Linked DNA regions of Mus musculus: region 2 is linked to region 1. A link is a contact called in public Hi-C data. All regions are on one chromosome and are shown on one strand. The core of a region is the stretch at or near the end of the contact, and the rest is flanking DNA. Distances in the headings are between cores, read along the strand shown.

The links. A called contact is a pair of places that touch in the nucleus more often than the background predicts.
Region 2: a Hi-C map of the N1E-115 cell line shows a contact between it and region 1, with 5 times the contacts expected there. The contact joins two enhancer-like sites. A contact is called at or near these places in 3 of 39 promoter capture datasets (the 3T3-L1 cell line, hippocampal neurons and pre-B cells), 2 of 15 datasets of contacts at CTCF or cohesin (large pre-B cells and pro-B cells), 3 of 484 Hi-C or Micro-C datasets (the N1E-115 cell line, stem cell-derived neural stem cells and uterus), 2 of 115 datasets of contacts at active chromatin or transcription factors (acute myeloid leukemia and embryonic stem cells) and 2 of 9 other capture datasets (adipose tissue and embryonic stem cells).

Annotation. Positions count from the first base shown.
Region 1 is chr15:34,741,567-34,746,266 of GRCm38.p6, reverse strand. Gm32970 (a long non-coding RNA gene) reads left to right here. Exons shown (of 7, transcript XR_383919.3): 7 at 1-1,297. Among named protein-coding and RNA genes, the nearest start is that of Nipal2, 65 kb to the right of the region's middle. Within about 2 kb of position 3,011, at least 20 of the 459 cell types and tissues checked have an H3K27ac peak or open chromatin away from gene starts, as enhancers often do. A contact at or near this core is called in the N1E-115 cell line, where this site is marked.
Region 2 is chr15:35,927,374-35,931,881 of GRCm38.p6, reverse strand. Vps13b (vacuolar protein sorting 13B) reads right to left here. Exons shown (of 62, transcript NM_177151.4): 62 at 653-2,027. The coding sequence ends at 1,782. Among named protein-coding and RNA genes, the nearest start is that of Cox6c, 8.6 kb to the left of the region's middle. Within about 2 kb of position 3,166, at least 56 of the 459 cell types and tissues checked have an H3K27ac peak or open chromatin away from gene starts, as enhancers often do. A contact at or near this core is called in the N1E-115 cell line, where this site is marked.

The DNA.
Region 1 (4,700 bases), core at 1,762-4,261:
ATGAAGGACAAAGGCTGGCAGCAAGGACTAAGCTGAGATTATCATGCCCTTGGGACTGACTTGAGTTCAAAATGCTGTGTGACCTAAGCCAAGAAGTAGCAGAAGTCACATTAGGATCCTTTGTCACATTCTGAAGGTGGATCTCCACACCTCATCAGACCAGCACACCTGCTTTAGTCTAGGCCTCTTCTAGAAGCCAGCATGACATTCCAGTGCACGCCACATCACTGTACAATACATGTCTTGTGCACAGGTGTGCTGCTCTGTCCCTGTCCCCCAGCAAGGTAGCTGGAGGTGTCAACCCAAATAGATCCTGAAATCTGTTCAGCACTCTCATTCCAATCATGAAGGTAGCTCACCTTGACTGTAACATTCATCTCATGTCAGACATTGATCTATGCTTTTCATTAGCAGATTTAATCCTCTCAGCAATACAATGAGGAAACTGAAACATGAAGAGACCAAGTGGCTGTCCAAGTCCACAAGCTAGAAAAGGGAAGACAGCCTCCTAGCAGGGCCAATGCTCTTAGCCACATATCTTATGTACATGGGGGCCATGCCTAGTTTTAAAAAGACAGTTGTGTCTATGTGTCTGCAGCTACATCTTTATACTGTGGGGAAAACGTGGGGCCTAGACTGAAGAATGTGTGGGTCAGAAAGTGGCTCTCCCACCACCAAGGTTGTTGGTCATCTCTGAACACTCAAAATCAGGCCAATGTTCTCTCTGTCCATCTGCTGTGACTGGAAAGGGGTGTTCAGTGCAATGAATACATTGGCTGTCTGCCTCTTTGCAGTGATCAGACTGACAAGACCCATCTTTGACCCTGTTGAGTTTGGGTCCAATGAGTATGGAGAGTATAAGAGAGTGAGTTAAATGGTTGTGTAGTGAGCATCTGGCACTGCTAGGAGATGCTCTAGAAATCACTGATCTCTATTCATTTACATATTTTACATAAAAGTCCAGAAGATGCATTCTTGTATCCTGTTACAGTTTGAATGTGAAGTCTCCCCTCCCCAGCTCATATTTTGAAGTTTTGGGCTTTTTCCCCCCCACCACCAAGATGACAGTGTTATTCTGGAGGGTCGTACAATGACTATGAGGTGTCTGAAGTAGGCCCCTGGTGGCAGCCCTTTCAAGGTCTTGTTTGGCCCCTGCTCTGGGCCCATTCTCCTCGCTCTCTTGTTCACCGTGCTGAGACATCTCCTCCACACTTTTCCACTCCCATGCCTTCCTCACCACCACTGGCTGAAATCCCTTTTGATATTCTGAGCCAAAATAAACTTCTCCTTCTTTAAATGGTTTGTTTCAGATATTTTGGTCACATCAACACAAAGTAACTATGAACAGTACATAGCTTTAGCCAACTGGCCTGTTAACAAAGCTATCTAGTTGCTGGAATGCAAAGAGAACCATGAGCCTTAGACTCTACCCTGGTGTTCAGTTAAGCAGAGATAATGCCTTCATAATCTGAAAAAATGGCTGTTCCATAAAATATTAAGGTGATGGAGCTGTCTATAAGCAGGAGCTTCCAGAGAAGGAAGAATATTCCTTACAGTGCACCAGGGAAGCCAGATAGCATATGACAAGGACTATACCATTCACAGACCAGACTTCATTAATAATAAACCTTGTTAATTCAAGGAGTGTTAGATGCAGGACTAAACATGAAGATACAGCAAGGAAAGCCCCACCTTTGTGTTTATGGTGGTGTCGAGGGGTCAGTAGCTAGTTATACAAATGAAACCGAAGGATTAAGCATAGAATTGTTTAGGGGAGAGTCTAATGTCTCTTCCACTCTTGTGGGGTCAAGGTGGCTCCCATAATGAAGTAATTTATAATTCCATATCTTAACGGAAACGAGGAAAAGGATATGGAAGGGGACACACTGAGAGAACGAGACCCTGAGTGTGGTAGAACCCAGGGAAGAGAAAGCATTTGCAGGTCTCCATCTCCAGGACAGTGTCCAACATGCATTTGACATCTAACCAGCACTGTGATGGAAGACAGAAGGAAGGACATTGGCCTCCAGAACCACCCGAAACACAAAACTGCAAGGCTTTCAGAAAGGCATAGAGAGCAGAAAGGACAAGAACTGAGACATGGTGGCCTCGGGGATGAGAGTCTGCAGGGCTCTCCCAAATCACATTACAGAGTTAGGACTCTAGCCTGGAGGTAATGGAAGGCCCTTGAGGGATTCTAAGAAGATCAGATTTAAAGATCCTCCTGGATGCTGGATGCTAGAGAGGATCTAGTCATGAGAAGCCAAATAGAGTCACCCAGGAAGGAGAGCCCAGCAGCCTGATTCTGTTATAAGCGTTTAGGAAGACACTGATTTCGCCTTTTCGTCACTTTCTCTTGGTTCCTTTGGGAAGCTCTAAAGACATGTGGTTGTACTCTCCATGCCACAGCTGTTTGCGGGTGACAGATGGCACCCAGTTGTGTGCCTAGGAGCTCACGTCTTTTCCCCAGAGTATCTTTACTTTGTTTCTCAGCACAGGAAGGAAATACCATTTTCCCAGCTCTTTCTTTAGAAAAGTCACTCCTCATTTGCTTATGAGAGCTTTTGGTCTCTGGACCATGTTTGGATTCCATGCGTGCATTGTGTTGCACTGCGGTCCAGCTCAAGGGTGGCTCTGCCTTTCTTGGTTTTCTGGAGGCAGTGTACTTTCCTCCTGATGCTTATCTTCAATCCCTTTCTCAGAATGTCTTGCCCATGAACTCTCTAACAGCATCACAATCGGTGCCAAGTGGCGTGTTTCAATAGATTTCTCAAATAGGTCAGATACTGAGCCAAAAAAGACAGGATGCCTCAATACAAAGCCGCACATTTCTGAGAATCCTTTAGTAGCTGTCCTCTGCCCTCGGGATAAAGTACACCACCCTCCTCCCCCGCATCCCGTCCCCGTATCTGTTGTTTTGGACAGCCGGCTTCTGTCTTTACTCCACCTTCTTTAAACCCAAGCAAAGTTTTTTGAGCAAAAGGGTGGACCACTAGAGAACTGGAATGGCAGCTTGAACCAGGGGGAAGAGCTCCCCCTGCTGGCGGGTAGATCCGCTGCACTTTAGTCGTGGTTGTCCTTGTATCTCAAAAAGCATTTAGGTGTGTTTTATAAAGATTTTTCGGGTTAAATCGAATCATGTGTGGAAGTGGGTTTAGGGTGTGTACTTTTAGAAGGAAATCCATGACAAATCCTTTCTGTGACACAAGAAAACCTTTTAAGACAGGGAAATAATCACTTATCATCATCATCTCTTATGTCTCTGATGCTATTGGGGCAGCATGCCGAAGGGGTTCTCCTGGGGTGCTGCTCCTGTTGAGAGCGCTGAGGAAAAGGCACAGTAGCTGAATATGATGCCCAATTCTCGCACGTCTGACATTTCCATACCTTACAAAGGAGGCTTTTTTTTTTTTTTTTTTTTTTTTTTTTTTTTTGGCTTGTGTCTATGAAGTGGTTAGTGCTTCTCATAGCTTGACTGGGGGTGGTGTCAGCAGCCCTGGGCTGGCAGATTCAACAAGACCAACGCACGAATTTGGAAAGAAATCAACTCTTCCTATGGGTCTTGGCTCCAGAATGATCAAGAGGAAGAAAGCAGGAGAGGACAAGAGAAACACCGCCTTCATGAGCAGGGTATCAGCCATATTACCCAAAGGAACTGTGTCGGTCACAGTTAGGGTTGTTTTCCCTCCCTCCAGATGTTGTGTGTTACTGAACCTGTAGTTGGTAAGCACATACATGCCCCCCTTAGCAACGGTCAGTGCCGGCATGATGGCTGGCTTCAGGTGTAGAAGCTACAACTGAGCATGAACACACACACACACACACACACACACACACACACACATACACACACATAGTGTGCTGCTGGAACTACTGTATGATCTCTCACGAAACAGAGACCCAGTCTCATTTTGTAAATGCTTGGTCACATGGTAGGATGAAGCCCACATTCAAGTAGATTTGGCCCAAGCAATAAGATTAGGGGTGTAGGCTTGATCTCTTTGCTGGGAATTTGAATATTTCCATGAGCTCTCAAGTGCAAATCCAGCATATTCTTTGACCTGGAATCCCAGGAAGGTGAGCCCTGAGTAGTTTTCAGACTAGATTTCATGGAGCTCCGAGGTTGAAAGAATCAGCTTGCTCTTTTGTAGTTGGATTGCTTGCAACAAAAAAGGAGTAACCAAGGGGATTCCCACTCACCTGGCCATCTACTGGATCCAGAAACCACTGGACCTGAAAATCGTGCTCACAGCACCTTGAGCTAGGGGCATGAAGGAAAATCTAGAGTAAAAAAACAAAAAAGACTTTTGCTTCTTCAATTGAGAGGGCAGACAGGCTACATGCATTTGAAATTGGTTATAAACACTAGACCCACCAGCTACAATTTAGGAGGTCTTATGTGCAGTCTGCCCAGTCCAGGTATTTTAATGCTGTGTTGCAGGGAAGTAAAGGCCAGCTGGCAGCTGACCGACCATGCTCAGGGGTCAGTTCTAAACAGCACTGTTTGGGAAAAGCTCAATCTAAAACAGACATCTCTGGATGTGTTTAGGTTTTGCTTTCTTTCCACTTTTAAATATTAAAAATTGACTCCAGCTGTGGGGTAGAAAGTAACGCCTAACCTATAAAAACATTGACAAATAAATCACAATGCAATTTGCCGCGCATTTTTGTGAGGTCTAAACACCAGTTCTTGAAAGGAA
Region 2 (4,508 bases), core at 1,917-4,416, 1.2 Mb before region 1:
ATAATTATCTGGTCCTGGCTTTGGTGTCCTGGAGTACCTATGAGCATCTGTACTTCTGGTCTTGATGTTCCAATCCTATCATTAAAATCAGCCTTTGCAGGAGGCAGAGGTAGATATGTTACTGAACCTTGAGCTGGAGGCCAGTAGAGTGAGTTTCAGGGCAGCCTGGAATACATGGTTAGATGCCAACTCATTATTTTTGGTTGTGAGCTTAGCCTTTAATGGCTGAGCTATCACTCCAGCCCAAGAGATGCCATTCTATAAAAATCTGTCCTTAGATTTCACTGCCAGTCTTTGGTATTGCTGTTGTCACCAGAAAGAAAGTTAATTGACGTACTATTAGAAAAATTATTTTTATTAATGAGCCAACAATATGTATAATGAATGTGAATATGTGTCTAATCCAGAAAAACACTTAACTAGTATTGAGGAATGTCTGATAGTCACTTAAAGTCTGAATGTAGATTTTGTGGCAGGGCCGTGTGCATCCTGGTTAAGAGTTCTAGGACTGCTGTATCCAGTGGACAGAATGAAAATGCAAATTTGGTCAGTAGTTCTGTTTAACTTGTTTAAGAAAGACTCAGTGAGTGAATTCTATTAAAATGGGGTATCCATGAAAACCTGCACAGAAAAAACTCACAGCACACCTTTATCCACGGTCAGTGATTCAGGAATACCTTTTATTATGTATATAATAATTTCCAGCAGTATGTAAAATTACCATAAGCCATACAAGAATCAGTACATATTTACATTCTTAAAAATAACTGTTCTTGAGTTTGACAAAGATGTTCTTTTCCTAAATGTGTAATAGACCAATTGCAGAGATGATCTTCATATTTGGTTTGAATTGTTCACCAAGGACTTGTTTTCCAGGACTAGTGCTGTAGTAGGGATGTGTGCTCAGCAGACTGAGGTTGTAGGTCAGTGTCCTTTGAAATCAGTGGCCCTGTCTTACTGCCACATTTCAGTTGAAGGGAAGGAACAGATTGCAGGCCTGTGCATGAATACCATCAGTGGGTAATGAGACCCTGAGAGTCACTAACTCCTGAAGGTAGTGGTGATGCCAGGTCATGCATCAAAGCCCTCCCTAGATGTTAAATAATACTTAACAGATACTAGGGATAGCTCCAGACTTTATCAAATCAATTCAACAGAGCAACTATCTGGACTGAAGTCACTGTCAGCCTTAAGGCTGGAGTCTTTAACTCATCCGCAAACAAACTTATAACCAATATGTTCTGTTCTTGTCGGTAGACACAAAGTGTTACTTTAGCTTAGTAAAACACAAACTTTCCAAAATATACCTGAGCAGTTAAAAGTCTGTCTTACTAGAAATCAGTAGAACACAGACTTTGAGTGGAATTCACATTGTTTTTTACTAAAAGAATGATATTGTAGTTAAGTAAAAAATTAAAGTGAAACAGCAGAGTTCTAAATATTACAGAGGTGGTGGAGTTTTATTTCTTGGTCTGTTTTCTAGGGCCTGTCCACATTTTACTATATGCAGATCACTAATAGATTAAAATTCCAGTGAGAACTTCTGATTGTGGCATAGAGAAGAAAGGTTTTCTGTGTATGGTAAGAACACAACATTTATAGGATTTTGCTGATCATTGGTTCTCCCATCTGGAATTTTTGTTTGTTTCTTTAGGGAGAACATAGATGTAAATTCCTACAAAACTAGTGTGGCCTTAACTAAAGTGCTGGCCTTGTGTCCATGTTGAATGTTAGAATTCAGTCTTGCACAGCAAAAACCAAACACCTCCCTTAAAGGGGACTCAGGAGAAGCCTTTCCTCAGGGCTTTATTCTTTACCATGGTAAATTTACTAATGAAGACCTGAGCAAAATGTGGGTCCACCAAATAATGGTATGTTTTAACAGTGGCAGGAGGAGGCTCCACAGCTACCACAGAACATGTCTGCATAGAAGAGCAGCTGGGGGCCAGGTGACAAGATGTTTTTGCAATGTAGTCCACGAGCCTCTTAAACTGTTGCTCTGACAGCCTCTCCCGGGCACCATCAATCTGGGTTCCAAAAACAAAGGGTCCTTAATTAGTTGACATCAAAATTACTTTCCTGTATCTACTTGTCCACTATGTCTCCTAGGTCATCTAGTAAGCCATTCTGTCTAAGTCAGCACTTCTGAGATAAAGCCACGCCAGTGCACTTTTAGCACACGCAACCAGATCTCCATGACACCGTCCGGATAACCTTTGAATAAATGGTTCATTTTGCATAAAGTTCCCATGTTTAAAGTTAACGATTTGATAAGGCACATTTGTCATTGCCTTTTACCAGAGAGCCCAGAACAAAGGTGAAAATACCTCTTTGGCTTAAATGTAGTCAGTATGCAACTCAGCATTCCAAAATAAAAAGTTGCCCTGGTTCCCAGAACCTCAATATTTGACAGAAGGCAGAAGAGTACGTCATGCAAACCAGTGGCTTTGGGCAGAACATTTTTAAAGAACAAAACCCCCACCTTCCTGAACTGTAACATTTTCTGTTTTTATAAATGCTAGGATTTAAAGCCAGAAAAAATAGAAAAACTGGGCAGAAGACAGGGAAATTTTTATGGCAAGAGGAGGATGCAAACTACATTTATAGTTCATAAAAGTCTGGCTCATCTTCAGTGGAGCAAGGAACTGAGCTAGATATACTACCTAAGTTCTTAAGGAGACTGTGAGGAAGCACCCATCAAAGGCACTTAGGGCCATAAATTCTTCCCACCCTGAAGTCCATAGCTATCTAGTGTGCAGATCAAGCCCACTGGAGAATGTGCAGTGGAGCAATGGTCTGCAGAATTTAGTAGCCACTGACCTTGTTTGGTGTGTGTGTGTGTGTGTTGTGTTGTGTTTTAACCTACTAAATACTGGCAAAGCCATTCTGGAAGAATTATAAACATTTTAACAAGGGTGTTTTAGTTCTCAGGGTTGTTGTAATATAAAGAATTTAAACAGGGCACAGAAAAAAATGTAGCTAAAAGTATAAAAAGTTGTAAAAGGCTACAGAAAACTGAAGGGCCCTGCCAGAGGGTTTGTGTTATAGCTTGGGCCTCACAGTTTTGAGCCTGAGAAAGGAAAGGAAACTCTTAAGAGTCAGTGACAGATGAAAGCTATGCAGCACCAGGCACAGGCCAGAGTGCTGACGATATCATTTGATGGGGCCAGAGCTCAGCTGGAGAGCTTTGAATAGACAAAAAGGCTTAATTGCTCCTCCTGAACAGCAGCACAGGAAAGCCCATGTTGTGAAAGGAACCTGGCCAAGGAATAAATTGACCTCCTGACTCATTTTGAGCCTCTCATAGGGGATTTTAATAATGTGCCAGGCATATTAAGCAATTATCCCTAAAAAATGACTGCATTTAACCAAGAAAAGCAATACTGATTTTAAAAATCCAAAACCTGCCATATTTGAATATGCTCAATGATGTCATTTACAAATTAATTCCTTCCAAAATTCAAAGGAGTTCTGTTTTTAGCCTCTAAGGTGAAAGGGCACGTTACAGAGCTTGAAATACTGCTCTTGGTTTTCACAGCAGAAACCTTTCTGACCAGGCTTTGGGTCTGGATTGTGTTAGGTTCTGATTTGAGCAGGACATGTAGAGAAAACAGACCATGCTTCCAACAGCTCTTCTCTCCTGTGGACACACTGCATTACAGTCCTCCCTCAAAGAAGGGGCTTCAAAAATTGCCCTGCAGCTTCAGTTTTCTTCACTGGGGTAGGCTAGAAGGGAGTGGTGAGTTGAAGGTAAGAATACAAGGGATCAATACTGAGAGTGCAGTGTGGAGCTTGATGCACTGGGTTATTTACTGTGCACAAGTCAGGTATGTGAGCGTGGTGCTTGCTTAGTGGGTTTCTTGAGGGACTGCTGAGTATCTGCCTCTGTAGCAGTCGTTCCTTCATCCCTAGGCATGAGCAGGTTTTGATGCTTCCATCTCTTTAGCTGGGTGAGTTCATAGCTTCAACCTTCAGTTTCTACAGGTCTCAGTCCCCTTCCCCTACTACCCTCAAATAGAGATGCAAATGAGGATGAAAATTAGACACCAGTAAAAGATCAATCTCATAGCTGAAGATCTGAAGTGTGTCTGTGCCAACTAAAGGCACACACACAAAATGGTCACAGATATTTCTTGGGACTTGGAGGTTTCTCTAGAACTAAGAACATGAAGACAGTGTTATTGTCTTTTGCCAAATCCTGTAGCCAGATCACTGTTGCTTTATTGTCAACTGGATCAGAAAATTTCTGGCAGAGCTAATAAAGTCAGCCTGGACATCTGACCCCTGTTTATTCCCAGAAAGTCATCAACTAAAAGCAGCAGTGCAGTATTGGTGCCAAATTCCAGCTTAAAGCCTGACTGATTATGGTCCAGGAAACGAGAGAGATCTTAGGAGAGGTTGTGGTTGGCTGCCTTCCATCTGCTCAGATAATTCTAGTATGAGGGAGACAGGATCCCATATCAGGACAAATATCATGAAAGAAGGAATTGGGCAGGCCCTGTGGGGAT